Linked DNA regions of Gossypium raimondii: region 1 is linked to region 2. Evidence: chromatin contacts called from public Hi-C data. All regions are on one chromosome and are shown on one strand. The core of a region is the stretch at or near the end of the contact, and the rest is flanking DNA. Distances in the headings are between cores, read along the strand shown. Region 1 overlaps LOC105792647 (protein DETOXIFICATION 21). Region 2 holds the start of LOC105792646 (NADH--cytochrome b5 reductase 1).

Evidence for each region. A called contact is a pair of places that touch in the nucleus more often than the background predicts.
Region 1: a Hi-C map of leaf shows a contact between it and region 2, with 2.5 times the contacts expected there. The contact joins the enhancer-like site here to the promoter of LOC105792646 in region 2. A contact is called at or near these places in 2 of 2 Hi-C or Micro-C datasets (both in leaf).

Annotation. Positions count from the first base shown.
Region 1 is chr8:59,494,932-59,497,631 of ASM2569854v1, reverse strand. It overlaps LOC105792647 (protein DETOXIFICATION 21), which reads right to left. Exons shown (of 9, transcript XM_052634315.1): 9 at 2,285-2,547. The coding sequence ends at 2,464. Among protein-coding and RNA genes, the nearest start is that of LOC105792647, 12 kb to the right of the region's middle. Within about 2 kb of position 1,336, the one cell type or tissue checked has open chromatin away from gene starts, as enhancers often do. A contact at or near this core is called in leaf, where this site is marked.
Region 2 is chr8:59,460,927-59,463,626 of ASM2569854v1, reverse strand. It overlaps LOC105792646 (NADH--cytochrome b5 reductase 1), which reads right to left and starts at 1,373. Exons shown (of 9, transcript XM_012621308.2): 1 at 1,023-1,373; 2 at 323-464; 3 at 144-234; 4 at 1-45. The coding sequence starts at 1,137.

The sequences.
Region 1 (2,700 bases), core at 87-2,586, 34 kb before region 2:
AATTTTGAAAGTATAGGAGAAATTTTGAGGCATATAAAAGATTATGTATTTTGAACATGTAAATCATTGATAGCCAACTTATAATCATGATTTTCAGAATACGTATGATGACAGCACGGGTGGAATGTCACATTAGTCTCTCCAAAATTTTAATTAGGTCTCTTTAAAATTAAAAAAAAATTAATTAAACCTTTTAAAAATTTTAAAATAACTTAATAGACTTTCAAAAGTTTAAAAGAATTTAATCAAACCCTCTAATTAGCCCTCTTAAAATTTTAAACATTTTAATTAAACCCCAAAATTATGAAAACTATTATTAACCCCCAAATTAATGGTTTGGATATGGGCACAAGTCAAACAAACGAAATGGAGGAGTTGAAGAAATTAAGAACCCAACTAATGACGGAGTTTGAAAATACAGAAAATGTGATTTCTGGGCCACAAATTTAATGGTGAATTTGACTACAAAGGAAGTTAAAAACCATCCTATGGTTGGAAGTTGCTTCAATGATATGGACCAACATTGGGTTATATTACTACTTACTTCACATTTCCTAATAATTCCGTTACTATTTTTTTATAATATCTTAAAACCATGGTTTTTCATGATTCTACCCTCGTTTTTATACAATAAAACATTTGTCTAAGAATGTTATATTTATGGCACCTATTATTATATTTCAGAATAAAATTATGGTATTTGAATTCTCAATATTTCAATAATCTCGTACTCTTACTTCTTTAATATAATGTGTAATCTCAATACAATTATATAATATTTCAGATTAAATCTTATGATATATGTGGTTCAAAAATATTCAATTTTGATGGCTAAGATCTTCCAAAAATCTGGCAAATCCAAAACTTCATGGCAGTTCATCTTTTGTAGACAAAAACAAAAAAAAAATATATATTTAACTGTTTATATATAATATTTGAAATTCTCACATTTAGTGAGAAATATATATAAATTTAAAAAAAAACAAATAAAATCTAATTAAAGACATGTTGGTTTAGATGTGTCAATTTCCAATCTATCCTTCTCTATTGACCCAAAAGATCTTTCATTCTCAAAAATGATTATTGTTATTATTTTTTTAATTTTTTTTAGAATTAGGAATAATTTAAAATAATATGTAAATGTTGAAAGTTATTTTTTTAAATCATGACCTAATTAATATGATACGTAAATATTAAGGGCTAAATTTATTATTATATCAATTTTTGAATTCACTTCTCCTCTTCTTCACAAAGTTATTGACAGTAGACCTCATCATGGGTGGGGTTTGAGTTGGGCCGATACAAAATTTTATACCCATTTTCTAGGCCCAAGCCCTGCCTGAAAAATAGGCCTAAAATTTTGTTCAGGCCCGGTCCAAATAAAAAATGCTAAACTTGAGTCCGGCTAAGCCTACCCGTATTAAAAAAAATTTATATTATTTTTTATATAAAAATAAATTTAAAAGATACAATACATTAAATAAAATAAAAACATTAAAATAAGTGTTTTCCAATAAATTGGAAATACATTCAAAACAAGTTTTCATACTTAAATAAGATTAAGATAGTTGTAACTTAGCAAGCAAATGACCCTAAAATAGTAACAAAATTGATAATAAAACAAGAGTTATACAATATCTAAACAATAGTAACAAAATGGTAGCAAAACAACATCAAAATTACAGCAAATAACAACAAACGATAGCAAAACAACAGTAAAAAAAAATAAGCAATTTCGGACGGGCCTGAGCCAAAAAAATCTTACCCAAGGCCTGACTTGTTTAGAAAACGGACATTATTTTTTGTCAAAACCTATTTTTTCGGGCCTATATTTTTTCCCAAATTCTTCCACTTTTTGGGTGGGCCTTTGGGCCTGAGCAAGTGGCCCGACTCATGATTAGGTTTAACTGACAGTTAACCGAACTGAACCAAAAAAGACAAACGCGATTAATTGAATGATCATTTTGTAACTTTTTATAGTTGAATGACCGAAACAAAAACTTAAACATAATTGGGTGACTTGCAATATAGTTTACCCTTAAATCTTTTGAGTGATGAAGGAGAGCATACATGAACGAGGAGATTTATGCAAGTGTCCTCGATAAATGTTTTACGTATAGGATTAGTGGTACAATCATGGAGAACCTTTTTAAGTTGTGATAAGACATGATTTTGAGATATTATAAAAAAGTGTAGCAGAATTATCATGAATTATCAAGTGGGTCATGGTGCACGGGATAGAAAGATGCTAAGATGTGATCGAACCAAATGAATTTTCATCGAGTGAGTTGAATCAAAGTAGTTTATAATAGATTATGTTAGTTGATTATCAATTATAAATTTTTAATATTAAATTTATTGTCTAACTTTCTATCTTATATAAATCCAACATAATTCGTTTTAATCGATTGAATCATTCGATATTAACGGGTTTAACTAGAAAGAAAAAGAGGATTAGCCCCTTCAAGCACCATTTTCTTGGTGGTTGTTTGTTTCCCTGGAATTTGGTACAAACCACTTGTTAACTCGCGACTGAGCCAAGAGAACCTGCAGATAAATGATATATATATATATATAATATCAGAGTATGTTGTTTTTGAAACAAGGAAAGTTTGAAGCTTACCTGTTTGTCCCAGTCAGTTTTCCAGATGATAATAATAAGTACAAGAGCTTGAACAAATATTCCTAGCAACATGCCAA
Region 2 (2,700 bases), core at 124-2,623:
GCGCAGCTCTCTGAAATGGTGCGACATTCTCCCTTGAGGATACATCTACTTAAAAGAAAAGTCCGCCAATTGATATGAGCACCCGGATAAGTATAATATCACACAAGGTCAACTCCAACCAGCAAGAAGTTTCAAGCAAGTACCTTAATAACTAATTCGAAATAACCAACATCAGAATCCAATGTTGTAGGTGTATATGGTTTAATAACCTCTTCACCTTGGCTATCCTTGCCCCTATTAAAATGAAAAAAATCCAACTTTTATGATATTCACGATCAGAAGTTTTTGGAAATTCGAGAAAGATAAATACAATCAACTTAACCTGCAACTTATATGCTGTCCAATGGGAAGACCCAAAGCTGAAGTAGGTGTAGGAAGTTCAAATGTGAACTTCGCCACATTATGGCTCAGCTGTTGGCGCTTCACAAGTTTAAACTCTTTGAAATTCTCTGGATCTAGACAGCCTAAAAGCACATACAACTAGGTGAGCAACTTAATAGTGCTTCCATTGTACAATGTTCTTTATAAGAGCCACATAATACCAGCCTCGATCAGTCATTAAGCTAACTTAGAAAGCAAAGCTATAATTGCTCACTGCCTCAAGTCTGCAATTAAGCATGGCATTCAATACTTATGGAATCCGAAACAACTTGATTAGCAATCACATGACTGTGTCAGTCATCCACTATCCAGCATCTGATTTCATAATCTAAAGAAGAACAGAACTATATCCTACCATACTTTCAATTAATAATCCCCAAAACAAGCAAGAACCAGAACAAATCAAGAACAATAGCAAAACAATTGCAACAATTTCCAGTTTCATCTTCTATATTTCCAGTTTCATCTTCTATTCACTAACAACAGGAAGCTAATATCTGAATCAGTACCAAACGAACCAACGAAAACCCCATTAACCAATAGATATAAACACACAAAAATCCAGAATTTGGTACACCCAATAAGTGAAATTCCAAGAACAATCAATCAATACTGGTAAAAGATATGGAAAAAGGCAAAACCTTTGGATTTCGTAGAGGCAAACAGATAAACAGCACCAACAACAATGGCTAAAGCAGCTACAGCTACACCAACAAGAATCTGAATATCCATAGATTGCAAGAATTCCAAATCCATGATCCTGATTCCAACTATACCCCAAGATCTTATCTTTCTAAGTTCTAATAAAAAGACCCCCAAATTTCTAATTAATGGATAGGACAGGGGAGGAAAAATGGGGTATTTATTCCTTGTTTTAACTCATGCAAAAGGTGCTTTATTTTGTTTTGGCTCAGTTCCTGGCAGAGAAGAGAAAGGGAGTCAAAATTTGTAAACATTTGGTGTAATCGGCAACCCATTTAGCAGAGCTCATTTCTTATAAGAAAAAATATATATATTGATGTCATCAGTCAAATATGAGTGTATGACGTTCAATCGATTTAATTTTTAAATTTTTATAATTATGTGTTTTCAGGATTTGACCAAACCGATTGGTTGGGTTTGAGGTATTGGTTAAGAGGCATTGAATTAATTGATTCATGAATATAATTTTTCTTCGTTCAATGGATATTTCTCTGGAAAAGGATAAGATCTCTGAATCTCGGTCTGCTGATGATCGGGAAACAAAAAAAATCCGATTTAAAGAGGGTGATGGTGATGTTCATGATGATATGGCCGTGGATTTGGATCCGTAACTAAAAGTTTCTTGGAAACAGATGCTGCTGGGGAAAGGGGTTTCAGTTCAAGAGGAAGGATTCCGATATACTAAGGTTGATATTGTTGAAGATTTGGAATTTTTGGAAGGTGGCGTTAAGAAGTCCATGGTTAATGGAATTCTAGCTATTTAGTTTTCAGATCGTATCTAATAGATCCTTTTTAAGGACATGGAGACAACGGAGTGTTGAAGTTGTTGGGTCAAAATATTAGATACGTCGCCTTGTTTAATCGGATCAGTAGTTTACGACGACCTCCAAAATCGTTTCATCTAATGGATACTGAGAATGACTATTTACTGGCTAAACTTTAGTGTATTGAGGATTATAATAAAGTCCTTACGCAAGGATCATAGATTATATATGGTCAATACCTCCCTGTTCAGTCATGGACAAAAATTTTCAACCTTAAGAAACCTTATCCGAGTGTGCTATTGGCATGGATCAGAATGTCGGGTCTTCCAGGTTTTGGAATTTTGGAAGTAGTAGGAGGACTGGTGGACAAAGTGGCCAAGCTCGATTTCAACACTGATAAAAAAACTAGGGGCTGTTTCACTAGAATGACAGTTTTTGTAGATCTTGATAGACCTTTGGTGTCCCAAGTTTTGGTGAATGGGGAACTAATTCGGGTGGAATATAAAGCCTTGCCAACCACATGTTTTTCGTGTGGAAAATATGGTTACTTGAAAGAGATGTGCACTTCGCCAGCGACAGAGACAAGCTTTGAGACCGAAAAAAATAGTGATAATTCGGAGTCATCAAATTCAACGATCAATGGTGAAAGTTTGACGTTCGAACCATGGATGGTGGTGGAGCGAAGAGCACGACAAGGACAGAGGGATCAACGTAATCAAAGGGAGGGGGCTCTAGAAAAGACGAGTTTGGGATCAAGATTCTCGACCTTAAATGGATTGGATAATACGGAAATAAGTGCAGGTGATCGGGATGGGATGATCTCCGATGATTCTTTTGCAAAATTAAAAGGAAA